Linked DNA regions of Mus musculus: all the other regions are linked to region 4. Evidence: chromatin contacts called from public HiChIP or PLAC-seq and capture Hi-C data. All regions are on one chromosome and are shown on one strand. The core of a region is the stretch at or near the end of the contact, and the rest is flanking DNA. Distances in the headings are between cores, read along the strand shown. Region 1 has its middle 13 kb from the start of Olfr111. Region 2 holds the start of Trim26 (tripartite motif-containing 26). Region 3 holds the start of 1700031A10Rik (RIKEN cDNA 1700031A10 gene). Region 4 holds the start of H2-M3 (histocompatibility 2, M region locus 3). Region 5 holds the start of Trim31 (tripartite motif-containing 31). Region 6 holds the start of Trim10 (tripartite motif-containing 10).

Region 1 (2,700 bases), core at 129-2,628, 270 kb after region 4:
AGCCATGCTGATTCACGACTGCCACCATCTATCTTCTCCTTCTACCCTGTGGATCTTATTTCTTAATGTAGTCACCTAGTCTGCATCTTTTAATTGAAGACCTAAGGCAAACTATAATTAGAGTTATTATTAGAGATGTTTACTAATTCCTTTAATTTTGCTAGTTTTTTTGTGTTTTTTTCTTTTTTTTTTCTTTTTTCTTTTTCTTTTTCTTTTCTTTTCTTTTTTTTTTGCATTATTTTCCATTCTTTTAATTCGTAATAGCATTATGAGTTTGCTGGTTTATTGTGCTGGAGAACATTTGCTTACCCACTTCTCTCACAAAATATGTTAATAAACCTAACAAAGGAGGTAGACAAAGAAAGCTTTAAAACACTGAATAAAAGAAATTTAAGAAGATTATAGATGAAGGAAAGACCACCCATGATGAGAAATGGGCAGAAATAATATCACTCTGTGTATAGGGGAGATAGAGGGAGAGAGGAGAGGCTATGCTTTGTTTTGCTCTGTTCTAATGGAAATGTAGCTCTATAGCTTGAATTCATAGCTTCTGCTCCTTTAGTACTGTTCCCACTTAAACCCATGCTTCTGCTACCATGAAATTGGATGGGCATGGAAACAAAACAACAAAACAACAATAAACCATAAGTGAAGAATATAATGAGATTTGAATCATAATGCCTGTTGTGTTTTATAAAAAGATAGGGAAGGAAGACATATGTTTGGTGGAGGCCTGGTAAGGTGTGGGGGAGTGGGTGCCCCTGCGGGGGCCCTGCTGGGGCTTCCCTTTCCCCGAGGGAATAGTCACGTAATATAGTATAGAATAGACAGTACAGTATAAAATAGAGTTTATTCCAGGGATGGAGAGAAGAGTTGAGAGAAAGGCACAGAAAGAGAGAGAGAGAGAGAGAGAGAGAGAGAGAGAGAGAGAGAGAGAGAGAGAGAGAGAGAACGAATTGAAGCATAAAGGCAGGCCATGAGCTCCTGGAGAGAGAGGGGAAGCAGTAGCAAGATGAGAGAGCAAGAGCAAGAGATCAAGAGAAAAAGGAAGATGAGAGAACAAGAACAAGAGAGCAAGAGAAAGAGGAGGGGGCATGCATCACCTTTTATAGTGAGTCAGGCCTACCTGGCTGTTGCTAGGTAACTGTGGGGCAGAGCCTAGACTAAATGCTAACAATATCCTTTTCTCTTGGTGGTCAGCCTGAGAGTCTTTGGACATGTCTTGCAATATCATCTCCTTTTTGGGTCTCTTGTTTATTGCTCTGTGGCTTTGAACTTGAGAATCTCCATAATCAAGTGAGCCAATATCCTAAAATACCCACTGTCTCACATGCACACTCATTTGTACCCTGGTTCTGTTTCAAAACCATTGCAGAAACACATTTTGCCTTCTGACTTCCTGCTTTAGAGTATAAGAATTGCTTTTCAGGTTTGGAGTTAGAGGTCTCTTTCTAGAGTTGACTCTCCCTCTGCTGTAGAGCTAGCTATGATATTATTGTCATTCTGGTTGTGTTAGATCTTAGTGTGAGAGACAATGGAAACCTCTGGTGGTTCTTTAAACTCTTGTGGTTTTCCTCGATTTGGCTGCTCATGTACACTTTCCAACTTGCTCAAGCATGTTCTTTAGGTTGCTCAGGATTTATACCTGCTTACTGTGAAATAGTTAGACGAAGTGTAATTGTGTTACCAGTAATTAGAGCCTATGCTTTTATATTTTAAAACTTTAAATGAAATAAAATAGCCAGTGGTTATTTTTCTCAGATGTAGTTTCCCATCCTGTTTTAAATCCAGTGATCTTTGAGATCACTGGCCACATAAACAGCTATGAAAATAGGCCCTGAACACATACCCTGATTAGTCTGGCAGATGGAAGACATGGGTTTTCAGTTGGATAAAATATAACTAAATCCCAGCACAATTTCTGTAATGGCTTTCTTTTTGTAAAATGAACTAATTGAAAAGGAAAATAAAGAGCAAAAGTACTTTAAAGTAATTTTGGAAAATAACACATGGTTATTGTGTTAACTGACTTATGACAGCTACTTCTAGAAGGTTTATTGTTTGTGATTCTTCTTAATATGGCTAGTTCATATGTCAACCCATTTAACATTCATAGCAGCAGGGAGGTCCTGCAACTCTAATCATTACTGATAAACAGTTGCATTCTAGAATTGTTACCCAGGCCAGAGTTGTTTCTTTTGGTCACATTCCTAATGAGTGGGGAGACATTGTCTATATGCACACAATTTTATTAAAATTCTGTACTCTTTATTTGTACTACACATTTTGGCTTCTGAATTCCTGCTTTAGAGCATAAGAATTGCTTTTAATATAAATGTGTAGCATTTCAACTACTTTATATTGAAAGTTAAAAACAGAGATTATTGGCTTGGGTTTTTTGTTTGTTTGTTTTTAGTTTAGTTTTGTTTTTGAGGCAGGGTTTTTCTGTGTAACTCTGGTTGTCCTGGAACTCTCTCTGTAGACCAGGATGGCCTTAAACTCAAAGATCTGCCTGCCTCTGCCACTTGAGTGCTGGATTAAGGACATACACTACCACTAATTAACCATAACCATTATGCAATACTGATCATTGCATAATGAAATATTTAAAAATTACAAGACTGAATAAATCTACTAGAAATATTTTATTATATTATTACATTAATATCATTATTTTAATTTAACCTATTTAAACACAAA
Region 2 (2,700 bases), core at 26-2,525, 430 kb before region 4:
AGATATAAGGGAAACGCAGGCAGAGTGGGAAGAACCGGTACTGAATATGGGCAGCCTGGTCTACAGAGCGAGTTCCAGGACAGCCAGAGCTACATAGTGAGACTCTGTCTCTAAACAAAACAAAACAAAGCTCCCACCCCCAATATCAACTGAAAGAGCAGGTATCTAGTGATTTTAGGGTGTGCTGAGATCAAAGTCCAGAGCACAGGCATCCAGAACTCCGCTCCACCCCCTACAACAGCTCACAGGAAACTCAAAAGCACTCCCCATATGTTGGTGAAATGTTAGGACTTAGGACTCGGAGCCCTCCTGCAGCTCGGACTACTTCTTTGGAAGTAGCAGGAACTGTGGATTTCCTGCAGAGCAGAAAGCTGTGTGCAAAAAGGGCTTTCAGGCTAGTGGGCGTGGTCGAGTCCTTGGCTGTGGAGCTGCAGGAGGCTCTCAAAGCTCCTGTAGAGGGCCTCAGTACCAGATATTGCAGGTTCTGTAGTTTTTCTCAGTTTTCAACAAATTCCCCCTTCGTAGCCCAGGCTGGTATTGAACTCTAATGCCTCGGTTTCCCTAGCGCCAGGATCTTTAAATGTTTTGCATTTATTTATTTAGCGTAGGTGGAGAGTGCATGTGCTTGTGGAGCTTAGAGGACAACCAGAATAGATGTTCTCATGTCCCATCATGTGGGGGATATGGGATTTGAAAGCCAGTCATCTGATTTGGTGGCAAGCATCTTTACCCACTGAACTATCACTGTGGTGTGGGGTGGAGTGTGGAATGTGTATGTGTGTTTACTTTGTTCTGTACAGCAGGAACAGCACCTGCCTTGTGTAAGGAAGGCTAGTTGTCAAAAATGGTTCATCCTAGCCAGGAGCTTCGAAAATGATATTTGTGATGGATCTTGGAAAAACTTGATAGACTGGTCTGATCTTAGTTAGAGGCAGGCCCTGAGGAGGAAACCCCATCTAAAACCCAGCCCTTGCAGACACCCCAGCCCACCCCTAACCGCAGGGAATCAGAAATGGGGTCTCGAAAGCTATGGGGGCTTCAGCACCCTAACCTACACGAGGCCTCGCGCGACCTCAGCAGCTGGAAGACAACCGTGACGCACTGGCCGCTTCCGATTTCACTTTCCTTTTCTCGGGCCCGGCCGCTTCACCTCTTTGGCCGCTGCCTGGGGATTTGCCCAGTGATCAGTGACGTCAAGAATCCTGAAGTTCCCATTGGAGGATGGAGTTTGGCAAGAGCCAATCCCAGGGCTGGTCCCAGAGAAATCTCGGCGGAGGGCCCGGAGCTCCCGGAGACTGCTGGGCGGGGAGACTGTGGTGCCGGCTGCTTGCTCAGGACCTACCCCGCGGAGCAGCTCCAGGGAGAGGAGTGACCCGGCCCGGAGAGCGGCGCGGGTGAGTGCGGTTTGCACTGGTGAGGAGACGCGGAGGAGCGGCCGCCGTGCGACCCGGGTGGGGACAGCGAAGGCGGCCGCGGGCCCTGGGCAGGGCTAACCAGGCCCGGGCGCGCGGGACGGCGAGCTCGCGTGAGCGCCGCGTCCCCGGCTCGCCTTTGGGCCTTTCGCCCTGAGCTCGCCGTGTTCCTTCCTCCTCAGGTCCAACCCAGACTTACTTCAGTCTCTTCCAGTCCCCAGAGCCAGAAGTGAGCGGGACCCGGATGACGTTCCACCTGGTGGCTTGGAGCCCTGCATGACCAGAAGCAGGTCTTATATTTATGTATCTGTTTATTTTTTTTTTATTTATTTATCCTCAGAGTAAACTGGTTTAGCTAGTTGTACCAAGAGCTGTGCGTTCGTTATCACTGATGATTTTACTACCTAATTAGCTTAGGAAAAGAAAGTATAAACCTGGCTGTGGACTGGTGCACGCCTTTACACCCAGTGCTTGGGAGTTAGAGGCCAGTCTGGTTTACAGACTAAATGAATTCTAGGATAACCAGGGCTACAAAGAGAGCCCCTGTCTTGACCCCCACCCCCACCCCCACCCAAAAAAAAAAAAAAGAAAAGAAAAGAAATGTATGAATTTAACTTTGGGAAGTGAATAGGAGGAGACACTTAACAATTCCCCGTACATTCCAGATTTTGACAACACAACCATTTGTGTGTGTTTCAAAGAAGGGAAGAATGACATGCGCTCGTTCATGCATGCCTGAACCCCTTGTTAGTGAGATGGATTCATGATGCCTAGAGTATTCCTCCCAAGTTAAAACAAACAAACAAACAAACCCATATTTTTCTAAAAGAAAGCTTTCATTAATGCCTTTAAAACTGCAACTTTTAAATTTGATAATGATGACGATGGTGATGACAACGACAGGGTGTCTCCATGTATCCAAAATGGTCTGAAACTGACCATGGCAGCCCAGGTTAGCCTCCTGCCTCGAGTGCTTCGATTACAGAGATTACAGGCATCTGCCCACACTTTTGAATACACTTAATTTTTTTTAGAACAGTTGTACATTTACAGAAAAAATTGAGAAAACAGTGTGTGAAGTGTCTATAACTCCCAACTGATTTCCTTTCATTGACAAATAACACATTATTATTGGCCAAAGTCCACACACTATATTTATTCACCTTTTCCTTTTCACCTTATCCCTCCATATTCTCACCCAGGTTGCTGCACTGCATTGGTTTTTAGATTTGGTTTCAGAGTTTTCAGAGACACTTATGTAATGGATACCTCAGATAATGAACACACG
Region 3 (2,821 bases), core at 318-2,817, 350 kb before region 4:
TCTGAAGTATATCCATCCCTGTCGGATAGGCAGTTACACTCGAAGGGGAACAAGTATGGTCGAGATTAAGTAGGCAAGCTCCAAAGGAGATAGGAGTGAGAGAACAGGAGCCCTCCTGCTCTTGAGGAAGCCCAGAAGAAACTGGTATCACCATCAAGAGAAGAGAGTCAAGTGCTGGGCTCCATGAGGAACACAATGCCCAGAATTCCCACAGACATTGTAAGACCTGAAGTGACCTAGTTCCCCTGCCCAGGTCTGTTCTTGATTCCCTGTTCCCAATTCATTTTGTCAAGGGCCTCCCTGTATAACCTGTACCCTGTGGAGGTCCCCTCTTAAGGGCCTTCGTGAATGTGAAGCTGGGATCTTGATCACACCACAAAAAAGAATTTGATGATGAGCCAGCATGAAGCAGGGCTGGGATTTATTAAGAAAGAGTAATGCTTTAGATTTTAAGTGCAGCCATTAAGAGACACGCCTAGCTGTCTGAACAATGGCTGTATGCATGATTTTGTGGCTTTTGAAGTTACATTGCTCAAAGGATATAATTTTCAACCAGGTCCAAAGGTCAAGCAAAGTTTTAAAATTAAGTTTTAAAAATGATGTAATTCACTCATTTCCCTTTTACTAGTTTTTACAGGTATTTATTTACTTAGGTATGTGGCAGTTCAATTGCATACCACTGTGCTTGCACAGGGGTCAGAGGACACCTCTGAGGAGTCAGTTTCCTCCTTCCACCATGTGGATTCTGGGAATCAGACTCAGGTCATCCGGTTCCAAATGCCTATACTCCAGCAAACCGTTTCAATGATCCCCTTTACTTATTTCTCATAAGCAATTCTGTAAACGAAACCATGAGCTGCATTACGAAGTACATTGTTTATCCCAACAAGTTTTATTTTTAAGGTTTGTTTTTAATTATGTGTCTGTGTATGTCTGTGTGGGCGTGTAATCGTGAGTACAGGTACCTGCAGAGGCCAAAAAGCATCAAAATTCATGGCGCAGCTATGGGTGGTTATAAACTGCCTGATGTGGATACTGGGAACCAAACAGAAGTTCTCTGCAAGAGCAGTATGCTCTCTTCACCACCGAGCCATCTCACTCTAGCTGATTTTTTTTTTTCTTTAGTCTGGTTCTCACGTAGCTCAGGGTGCCCTGGAACTCCTGATTTTCCCTGTCCCCGACTTCCAAGTGCTGTGATTACAGTGTGTGCCAACACTTTAAGTGTTACTGCTCTGAGGGAAAAGATGGAGATGTTGTAGCTCTAGGGGGAGGGCTACCACAATGGAAATGCTGCAGCTCTGAGGGGGAGCCCCCCCCCCATGTACATGTTGCAGCTCTAAAGGGAAAGGCAGTCAGGAGCCAAGATACACCACACAACAAACCTCACAAAGATTTATTGAGAGCTACAAGAGGTTGGTTGTCACTGTCAGGGTACGGAATGGAGCAGGAGCCAGACTTCCTGGGCAGAGAAATTCGGGGTGGAGATTGGTGAGATTTCAAGCCAAGCCCAGGGATTGGTGGGATTTTGAGCTCAGGGATTGGTGGGTTTGGTAAGTTTTCAAACCTGGAAGTGGGGTCGGTCCCTTTAGACTACCACCATGCTGGGCCAGCTAGTTCGTTCCAGGTATAAAGAAAAGTGATGATAAAGTTAAGCTGAAGGTCACTTTTGGCTTTAATCGGGAGTATTAGATGTCTTTAACATGCTTGTTCAAGACGTCAGAAAAAAGAATACTAGTTCTATAGGTGTAGTAACGGCAGCCTGGTTCTCTATAGGTATAGTAACGGCAGCCTAATTTTATCAGATGGGCTCTGATTCTTGACTATCGGACAGAGAAATACAAAAAGAGATTTGGAACAAATATGAGACACTTCCTTTCCTCCCCATGTTCCCTCAGTTCTGTTCTGACCTCCCAACTTTGTCCTTTTCTCTTTTTGCTTTTCTTTTCTTTCTCTCTTTTTTCTTTTTTTTTTTTTCTTTTTTTTTTTTCCTGTTGTAATTGCTTTTGAGAGAGAGTCTTGTGTAGCCTTGGCTGGCATGAACTTACTATATAGATCAGACTGGCCTCCAGCTTGTGGCAATCTTTCTGTATTCTGGGTGCAAAACTTTCAGGTGTGTGTCATCATGCCTCCACCTTTGTATTTTGAAACAAGATCTTTCTATGTAGCCCTGACTGTCTTGGAGCTCATTACGTAGACCAGGCCGGCATCCAGTTCACAGAAATTTGCCTGCCTCTGCTTCCTGATTACTGGGATTAAAGGCATGTGTTACCATGCCTTTCTTTTCTCCTCCTCCTCCTCTTCCTTCTTAAAGTTATGTTTAAATGAATGAGTGTTTGGCTTACATGTATGCCATACAAACCTGAGGACCTGAGTATGGAGCTCTAGAACTTATGCGAGCAGCTGAGAAAGCTATCTGAACTTGTAATCCCAGTACAGGGAGATACTGCCAGGAGAATCCTGGGGACTTACTGGCTATCCTGTCAGGCTGATCAGTAAGCTCGAGATTCAGTGATAGACACCATTTCAAAAAACAATGTTGAGCAACTGAGGACAATATGGGACTTCTACCTCTTATTTCCACTTACATATACACTTACATATATGGATACAGGCATAGGTATGTACACACACAGAGTAATTATTTTTTATTAAAATAGAAATGAAGAGTTTAAACAGTTAAAAGCATGTTCTGTTTTACCAGGAGACCCCAGTTAAGTTCCTAGTAACCATGTCAGGAAGCTCACAATTACCTATAATACCAGCTCCAGAGGACTCAATATCTTCTGGACCCCTCGGGCACTAACATACATATGTCATCTAC
Region 4 (2,775 bases), core at 241-2,740:
TTCATTTCCCATAAGAATCAAGCCACTCATTTTCTTTTTGTTCTAGTCATTTCATTGATGTTGAAAATAATAACATTTTGGTAAAACCTTTGGCCAATTACAAGAGAGGAAAGGGTGGCAATAATATCAAAGGTGGGGCAGCGCCACAGCAGTTCTTGAGAAATCCAACATATAGTGAATGCAGAAAGTCATGAAACTTAGAGTAATATACTGCAAATTAAAATGACGAGCTTTAAGCTGAGTTCTACTGACACCGTGGATCATTTGTGATCAAACATGGAGTCTGAACCAGGCATGGCATTGCACACCTTTGACCCCAACACTCAGGAGGCAGAGGCAGGAGGATCTCTGTGAGTTCAAGGCCACATCAACTACCAATTGAGTCCAGGACAGATAGGACTAAGAAACCCTGTCTCAAAATATAAAACAAGACAAAACAACATGGAAATTGAGCAATAGGGGTGAGAGTTTGGCTAATTTACCTGTAGGGACTGCTGTTTATATACAGCAAGTGGGCCTATTGAAATACAGCATACCATCTAAACAGTTCATTTATGACATTTGTGACTAATATGATTTCTGAGTGAAAATTGAGTAATCATATTGTCTATGGCAAACCATCAAACTGCTAAAATCAACTTTAGATTCATTAGTCTTTATCTCAATATTTTTGTTTAAATATTGTCCTTGTTTTCTATCTGCCAGAGCTATTTCCCAAATTGCCAACTGTGTTAATGAATCTGCATCCAAGTCAGTTTCCTGTGCCTACACTGATTCCAAGAACTCTTGCTTGGATCCCCAGTGGGATGGGAGGACTTTAGAGCTTGCAAACAAGAAAAACTCAGGGGCTTCCACTCCTAATAACTAAAAGGTTTGACCATAAGACCTCTTGGAACATTTCTTACCAGAGCTCCTCATCTCACTGTGTTACTGAACTCCCTAGCTGAAGACAACCTTGAACTCCTTCCAAAATCCTATATGTCCTGGAGACTGGGTTTATAAGTGTGCACCCCAAGTGATAATTATTGGTAGACCTAACTCATAAAACTTATCCATGGAGTTTGCCTGGGTCTTATTTCCAGAACTCATGTGGCAATTGATAGGACCAGTATCACAAGTTCCAGGGTGTCAGATGCCCACTTCTAGCCTCTGCTGTCACCAGGCATTCATGAGGTGCACATACATAAATATAAGCAAAACATCAGTACACATAAAACAAAACGAAAAAAAAACCGTTTTGTTTGTTTTAGAGAACATACTGATCCTAGAATATTAAAAATGTTCTAGGAAACGTGACATTAAGTACTCAGTGTAGGAGAACAGAGATCAAATCCAAGCCCAGTTTCCAGGTTTAACCCAGCATTGGAGATTCCCCCATTTCCTCTGAGGTTTCACTTCTCTGTAACTCTGTAAACTTTGTCGGGTACTTTTGCCCGGATACTGATGACGCTTCTCCAATTCCCATTCTAATTGGTTGGCGTGTACTTAGCGAATCTAATCAGGGCTACCACGGGAAGGATGGGGTCCTCAAGCAACCGCGCTCTCCTGCACATGGTGGTGGTCTCTTTGGCTGTTACCCAAACAGGTTCTGGTGAGTTCAGGGGTCGGGAAGTAAATAACCTCTAAAGAGAGGATCACGGCATCGGGACCAGGTGCTCGGGGATCCCTTTTCTGCCGGGACCTGAGTTCCGCTCCCTGCCCCACCCCCAACCCAATGCTTGTTCACTGGCCCGGGGTTATCAGGGAAGAGTTCTGAAGTTACCCTGCCTCGCCCCCAGGCTCACATTCACTGCGCTATTTCCACACTGCGGTGTCACGGCCGGGCCGTGGGGAGCCCCAGTATATCTCTGTGGGCTATGTTGACGACGTGCAGTTTCAGCGCTGTGATAGCATTGAGGAAATTCCGAGGATGGAACCTCGTGCACCTTGGATGGAGAAGGAAAGACCAGAGTACTGGAAGGAGCTGAAACTCAAGGTCAAGAATATTGCACAAAGTGCCAGAGCAAACCTTCGGACCCTGCTCCGCTACTACAACCAGAGTGAAGGCGGTGAGTGACCCTAAGCCTGGGTCAGACTCCTTCCTGTCTGTCTACTGCCAAACCAGAGTAGCCCTGGGTGCCAGGTTAGATGTTTGGAGTTGGGCTTCAGAGCTCTCAGAAACCTTTAACCGGTTTCACTTTCAGTTTAGGTCCAAATCCTGTTGGCGGGCGGAGCAGGGTGAGGTGGCTAAGGCTGACACCCTGTTTGTGGCTAGGCTCTCACATCCTGCAGTGGATGGTTTCCTGTGAGGTAGGGCCAGACATGCGCCTTCTTGGAGCCCACTATCAGGCTGCGTATGATGGCTCAGATTACATCACCCTGAATGAAGACCTGAGCTCCTGGACTGCAGTGGACATGGTGTCTCAGATCACGAAGAGCCGTTTAGAGTCAGCTGGCACAGCAGAGTACTTCAGGGCCTATGTGGAGGGAGAGTGCCTGGAGCTGCTCCACAGATTCCTGCGGAATGGCAAGGAGATTCTTCAGCGAGCAGGTATGAGGAACAACTAGGAACCACTTTTAGTAAGCAAAGATAACCCCCTCAAACATACAAGTGAGGCTCTTGATGTCTGGGGAGGGAGGAAATACCAGATCCGCTGGAATACTGCACAAGGAGGAGGAAGAGTGGTACTGGCCTTCCTGATCCAACATCAGAGAGTGACTGTCCCCAGGGCTGACCCTACTTTCAGAACATTTGAATCTGTCCCAGAATGGAAGGAGAAAACACCCTGAGATACA
Region 5 (2,700 bases), core at 125-2,624, 370 kb before region 4:
AACTCCAGGAGACCCAGATGCCCTCTTCTGGCTTCCATGAGTATTGCATGTGGTTCACAGACACATCCAGGCAAAATACCTATACACATAAAAAAATTACTAATAGCAATACTGAAGATAAATTTTTTAAATCAAAGAAATGATTTAATTTAAAATAAATTAAATTTTACCTCTAGATCTGACAGCTGAGTATGAATGCAAGTTATAAAACCTTACAAAAATATTTGCTTTAATTCAACCTTAAAGTGAATGAAATAGACAGGCCTGAGGTCTGGTATTTCTACACTTGATCTTAGCCAAAAGGCTGAGAAGTGTAGGTGTAGTATTTCTGAAAGTGTTCAGCTTTCAGTAGTTGCTGTAATCAAAGTAACCTCTATAATATGAGTGGATACTTTTGAGAATGAAAGGAAGGGCTGTTGACATTTATGAGGGGACAAAGGTAAAGCCAAGACTGTCCCTGGCAAATGACAAGGAACTATTGTTGGGGCTATAGCCATAAAATCCTCCACACCCTGTGTGACCTGCCAATGGCCTTGCCCTATGAACACATTGGTTGCCTGTATAAGACCAGGCCAGTCAACTTTCCAACCTAAATAGGAAAGGGTTCATATGGCCCCACCTCACACTGAGGAGCTATTGGCAATTGATAGTTTCTGGGGTTGTGGCATTGTAGTGGCCTATGCTCCAGTGGGTGGTCCCATACCATTTGCATACAATTAATACTAACTCTGTGTGTGTGTGTGTGCGTGTGTGTGTGCAGGCAAAACTTTCATGTGAGTAAAATTAAAATACACAAATCTAAAACATTTTTATTTAAAAATTAACAGTTTGGGTTTTAATGACAGAACAGAAGAGAGGAGAGGTTAGTGGGGATGGAGAGGGAGGAAGGAGGGAGCACCGTCTTCCTGGGCACAAAAGAGCAAGAGGAAGGGTTAAGAAGTGTTGAGCTACTAATGGAAATGTCGGTGACCCTGGCTGATACTTTCCTTGTCAAGCTAAAGTCCACAGGTCAGGCAAGCTGATGTGTGTGTGTGTGGGTAGGTGGGGAATCTGAGAAGTACAGAGACAGAGGAAGTAACAGACAGGCCAAACAGAACAAAGGATGACTCAAAGATGCTGGGGTACCAGAGACAGGAAGGAATACCCAACAGAAGGCAGGGTCTGGGAGTGAGAGATCTGCTGGGGTGGTAACAAGCCTTCCTGGGGCTGCCAGCGATCAGTTCCACTCCCCAATTACACCTGAGTGGACTTTGTCACTTCGTCTTTCTGTTCTCTGAATCTGCTTCAGAAAGATATGTTTAATTAGTTCAAGGTCCAGGAAGTCTTGCTCTACTTTATAGGCAGCAGGCACTCTCGGTTTCTGTTCTTGAGAGACAGGGAGAGAGGACTGACCATCTGTTTTCTTCTCTTTAGAATATTCCCCATTTATCGCTGACTCTTTTCTGTCATTATTTATTTAACCCCCCCTTCCCTCATTCTCCTCTAATCCTCTCCCTGAGATACTCTTCAACCTCTGCCTCCTGCTTCCTTCTCTCTTACAAGCACCAGGCCTTGGATTTCTGTACTTTCACATCTCAGATTAGCCCTGCTGTTCCATCATGGCAGGCCAACCTCTGGCCTGCCAACTGCAGGAGGAGGTGACCTGCCCCATCTGCATGGAAATTCTACAAGATCCTGTCACCATTGACTGTGGGCACAACTTCTGCCTGCAGTGTATCAGTCAGGTTGGAAAAACGTCAGAAAAGATCCAATGTCCTCTCTGCAAACTCTCTGTGAATAAGAATACGTTCAGGCCCAATAAGCTGCTGGCTAGTCTTGCAGAGAAGATCCAAAGTATGGATCCTGCTGACATCCAAGCAGAAAAGGAAGACTCAAGATGTCAGAGGCACAAGGAAAAGCTACATTACTTCTGCGAGCAGGATGGGGCATTCCTCTGTGTGGTGTGTCGTGACTCCAAGGACCACAAGTCTCACAATGTCACCTTGATAGATGAGGCTGCCCAGAACTACAAGGTAGGCACCTGGGCCCTTCTCTGCCCCCAGCCCAGCAGAGTAGAGTTCACTGGGGAGGCCCCAGTTGATTGACACCCATTGCTGTACTCTTTGTACTTGAGTTGGCCATTTATAGCCAGGTCCAGTGGGCTCAAAGAATTGAGTTCTAGAAAATGCCAGTCTGTAACCAAAGCAAGACGAAGAATCAGAATAGTACTCTAGGGGCAGGCGAAATGACCCAGAGGGTAAAAGTGCCTGTCTTGACCATAAGGACCCACATAGTAGAAGGAGAAAATTGGTTTGATCCCTGGGACATGCAAAATAAAAGGAGAGAACTCACCCTTGAAAGTTGTCTTCATACACATAAACACAGACACACACACACACACACACACACACACACACACACACACCATAGCACTCTGCTGAACTTGCACACACAATTAATAATGTACTAATTTTTAAACATAATTTTTTATTAATTATTTTTTTTATTTACATTTCAAACATTACCCTTTCTGGTTCCCCTCCATGATCTTTCCACCCTATCCCACCCTTTCTTTTTGCCTTTAAGAGGGTAATGCCCCCTACCCATTCCCACTTCACCCCTCTAGCATCCCCCATCTCTGGGGTATCAAGCCTCCATAAGACCAAACGCATCCCCTTCCACTGAGGCCAGACACGGTGGTTCTTTGATACATATGTAGTG
Region 6 (2,700 bases), core at 45-2,544, 400 kb before region 4:
TGAATTTTGTAAGTATTGGGCCATCTGCTCTCTCTTCCATAAATACAACATATATCTCCTCAGAGTGAGGAATTCATCCACACAACCACGGTGTCATTAAAAAATTTAACATGGGCCGGTGTGATGCCGCATCAGGTAAAAGCAACTGCTGCCAAGCCAAAGACCTGAGTTCTAGCCCTGGGACCAACATGGTTGAAGGCAAGAACTCACTCCACAAAGTTGTCCTTTGATTTCTACATTTATGCCAGAATACGAGCGCGCAAGCGCGCGCACACACACACACACACCTACACATGCACACATGCACACACATATATACACATGCACACACACCTACACATGCACACACATACACACATATACACAGTAATAATAAAAACTATATAATTTAAAGAACTTTAGCAATCTATTAGTGAGTTTACTGTCAGTATTCAAAATACCCGGTTTCCCAATAATGTCCCTTTATATATAATTCTGTTCCATTGGGGCCCAGCTCATATTGGCAACCAGAAACATTTACATTGCATATATGTGACTTTCACTGATTGTTTTTTTCCTCAAGACACATTTCACGTAGCTCAGACTGGCCTCTGAGCTGCTATACAAGCAGAGGCTGGTCTTGAGGACTCCTGATTCTCCCATCTCTGGATAACAGGTGCTGAGATCACAGGCATGTGCCACCATGTCTGTTTGTCCTTTGGGTTTCTGGTAGACTGAATCTCCTGGAAGACACATAGCTTTGACTTGCAGATAGATCACAGTCACCTGCACTCTGTTGGTTCCCCTTGGATGAGTGGAGGGAACCTGGAGGAGCTTGCAAAATGGAGGTCCAAACAGCAGGATGTGATAGAGCCAAGGTGGAATTAAAAAAAAAAAAAAAAAACTGTTTAAAGTGCTTCCGTCTATCAGTGGGAGATATGTAGTCATGGTAATAAATAAATAAATAAATAAATAAATAAATAAATAATGCTGGCTCTATTTTTCCTCCCTCATACGTTTTTTGTTGTTGTTGTTGTTGTTGTTGTTTTTGTTTTTTTTTTCCCTTCTCTCGGCCCTCTTTTAAAGCCTGTTATAGGACCATGGAGGCATCACCACAGTTCCTTGTGCTGTGCACACCCCAGCTCAAGAGCCTTATCTGAGTCCCCACACTCCCCTGGCCACTAGCCTTGTACTGGCTGATACCTCCAATCTCCCTGGAGACAGGTGGCTATGTTTAAGAGCTGGGGTGGCAGTAGCTGTGAGTCAAGCTCCTCCCTGCCCCTGAAGAAAAGATCTCTTTCAACAGTGGTCTGCTGAGAGACTGTGAGCAGCTTCGGGTGGACAGAAAGTTGCAGTGAGCTCCAGGCCATGGGAACTGGTCCAGAGAGTTAACTTATGGTGCTTTGAGCCCCTGGGCCTTCCTCCTCTATTTCTTCACCTATGCTGTTGGCAGGAGTGTGTCTGCTCCTGGGAGAGCAGGACAAGGGGCTCTGGTGCCAGAGATGTAACTGGGTCCCTTGTCCCAGTGTGGGTGACTATGTTGGTGTTCAGGCCTGATGTGGGTGTGGAGGGTGAGCAGAGACGGTGACTTCCAGCGTCAGAAGGCCTGGTAGGATTGACATGGCCTCAGCTCCTTCTGTGACTAGCCTGGCAGATGAGGTCAACTGCCCCATCTGCCAAGGCACCCTGAGGGAGCCAGTCACCATTGACTGTGGCCACAACTTCTGTCGTGGCTGCCTCACTCGCTACTGCGAGATCCCAGGTCCAGAATCAGAGGAGTCCCTCAGCTGCCCGCTCTGCAAAGAGCCCTTCCGCCCAGGGAGCTTCCGGCCCAACTGGCAGCTGGCCAATGTGGTGGAGAACATCGAGCGCCTTCAGCTGGCGTCCACGCGAGGCCTGGAGGTGGAGGATGCCTGTCCGGAACACGGGGAGAAAATCTACTTCTTTTGCGAGGAGGATGAGGCACAGTTGTGTGTGGTATGCCGCGAAACCGGACAGCATGGGGCTCACACTGTGCGCTTCCTGGAGGACGCAGCAGGTCCCTACAGGGTAGGAGAGGATCCCTACAGGGTAGGAAGGGGCTCTGGGGCACCCTTGAGAGAGCTGGATTGGACTAAGGGAAGTAGAAAGGTGGTGTGGATTCTGGGCTGGAAGGAGCATCCGGACTCCAATTTTTTTTACCTTATTTGATCAGCCAGGCACATACTGAAGCACAGAGAAGCACGGAGTTATAATTAAGAGTTCTATGTTGTTTCCTTGTGGACCATAGTAAATCCTTTCTGAACGGATGAACCATCAAACGTGTGTGTGTGTCCTGTATCAGTTAAGTGTGCTTGAAGTTTGGATTTTAGGGAATGACAGTGCTTGTTTATGTACAAGAGTGAACGCCTTGTTTGTGGAGGGATGGTCTGAGTGTGTTCTGTTTGAAGCGTGTAACTGAATGGGCTGGTTGGGTGAATATTTGTGGCATATACTTTTTTATTTTCCATTAAGTGAGTGCATTGCTGGTTTTAGTTGCTTTTATACCATATTTTGTTATGAGCAGGCATTTGTATGTATGATGTAGCAATTTATTAGTGATCTTTTCATAGTGAGACCAGCTTGCCTCAGACTAATTATATAGCCTAGGATGACCTTGAATTTCTGATTCTTCTAGTTCTACCCCTGGATGAAGGGATTATAGGCATATGCTGCCACACTCGTTTGATGCAGGGTTAGGAG

Evidence for each region. HiChIP or PLAC-seq counts read pairs in DNA pulled down with a chosen protein or histone mark. Capture Hi-C pulls out chosen DNA fragments and counts their contacts.
Region 1: an H3K4me3 HiChIP or PLAC-seq map of bone marrow-derived macrophages shows a contact between it and region 4, with 2.8 times the contacts expected there. The contact joins the enhancer-like site here to the promoter of H2-M3 in region 4. A contact is called at or near these places in 1 of 484 Hi-C or Micro-C datasets (cerebral cortex), 4 of 115 datasets of contacts at active chromatin or transcription factors (bone marrow-derived dendritic cells, bone marrow-derived macrophages and microglia) and 1 of 9 other capture datasets (macrophages).
Region 2: a contact with region 4 is called in an H3K27ac HiChIP or PLAC-seq map of thymic regulatory T cells, with 7 times the contacts expected there. The contact joins the promoter of Trim26 here to the promoter of H2-M3 in region 4. A contact is called at or near these places in 2 of 39 promoter capture datasets (the 3T3-L1 cell line and hippocampal neurons), 1 of 15 datasets of contacts at CTCF or cohesin (the NIH/3T3 cell line), 8 of 484 Hi-C or Micro-C datasets (CD4 T cells, CD8 T cells, hematopoietic stem and progenitor cells and 2 more), 9 of 115 datasets of contacts at active chromatin or transcription factors (CD4 single positive thymocytes, astrocytes, bone marrow-derived dendritic cells and 5 more) and 3 of 9 other capture datasets (adipose tissue, liver and pancreatic islet).
Region 3: an H3K27ac HiChIP or PLAC-seq map of embryonic stem cells shows a contact between it and region 4, with 3 times the contacts expected there. The contact joins the promoter of 1700031A10Rik here to the promoter of H2-M3 in region 4. A contact is called at or near these places in 1 of 15 datasets of contacts at CTCF or cohesin (the NIH/3T3 cell line), 1 of 115 datasets of contacts at active chromatin or transcription factors (embryonic stem cells) and 2 of 9 other capture datasets (adipose tissue and liver).
Region 5: a contact with region 4 is called in an H3K27ac HiChIP or PLAC-seq map of bone marrow-derived dendritic cells, with 4 times the contacts expected there. The contact joins the promoter of Trim31 here to the promoter of H2-M3 in region 4. A contact is called at or near these places in 3 of 39 promoter capture datasets (embryonic stem cells, hippocampal neurons and liver), 1 of 15 datasets of contacts at CTCF or cohesin (the NIH/3T3 cell line), 4 of 115 datasets of contacts at active chromatin or transcription factors (bone marrow-derived dendritic cells, bone marrow-derived macrophages, large pre-B cells and 1 more) and 2 of 9 other capture datasets (embryonic stem cells and liver).
Region 6: a capture Hi-C map of embryonic stem cells shows a contact between it and region 4, with 2.8 times the contacts expected there. The contact joins the promoter of Trim10 here to the promoter of H2-M3 in region 4. A contact is called at or near these places in 3 of 39 promoter capture datasets (embryonic stem cells, hippocampal neurons and liver), 1 of 15 datasets of contacts at CTCF or cohesin (the NIH/3T3 cell line), 3 of 115 datasets of contacts at active chromatin or transcription factors (bone marrow-derived dendritic cells, embryonic stem cells and pancreatic cancer cells) and 1 of 9 other capture datasets (embryonic stem cells).

Annotation. Positions count from the first base shown.
Region 1 is chr17:37,541,158-37,543,857 of GRCm38.p6, forward strand. No RefSeq gene overlaps it. Among named protein-coding and RNA genes, the nearest start is that of Olfr111, 13 kb to the left of the region's middle. Within about 2 kb of position 1,379, at least 1 of the 459 cell types and tissues checked has an H3K27ac peak or open chromatin away from gene starts, as enhancers often do. A contact at or near this core is called in bone marrow-derived macrophages, where this site is marked.
Region 2 is chr17:36,835,871-36,838,570 of GRCm38.p6, forward strand. Trim26 (tripartite motif-containing 26) reads left to right here and starts at 1,276. Exons shown (of 10, transcript NM_001025599.3): 1 at 1,276-1,394; 2 at 1,595-1,702.
Region 3 is chr17:36,922,225-36,925,045 of GRCm38.p6, forward strand. It overlaps 1700031A10Rik (RIKEN cDNA 1700031A10 gene), which reads left to right and starts at 1,568. Exons shown (of 3, transcript NR_045439.1): 1 at 1,568-1,624.
Region 4 is chr17:37,268,744-37,271,518 of GRCm38.p6, forward strand. H2-M3 (histocompatibility 2, M region locus 3) reads left to right here and starts at 1,491. Exons shown (of 8, transcript NM_013819.2): 1 at 1,491-1,591; 2 at 1,779-2,048; 3 at 2,255-2,530. The coding sequence starts at 1,519.
Region 5 is chr17:36,896,756-36,899,455 of GRCm38.p6, forward strand. It overlaps Trim31 (tripartite motif-containing 31), which reads left to right and starts at 1,375. Exons shown (of 8, transcript NM_146077.2): 1 at 1,375-2,012. The coding sequence starts at 1,599.
Region 6 is chr17:36,868,280-36,870,979 of GRCm38.p6, forward strand. Trim10 (tripartite motif-containing 10) reads left to right here and starts at 1,295. Exons shown (of 7, transcript NM_011280.2): 1 at 1,295-2,028. The coding sequence starts at 1,600.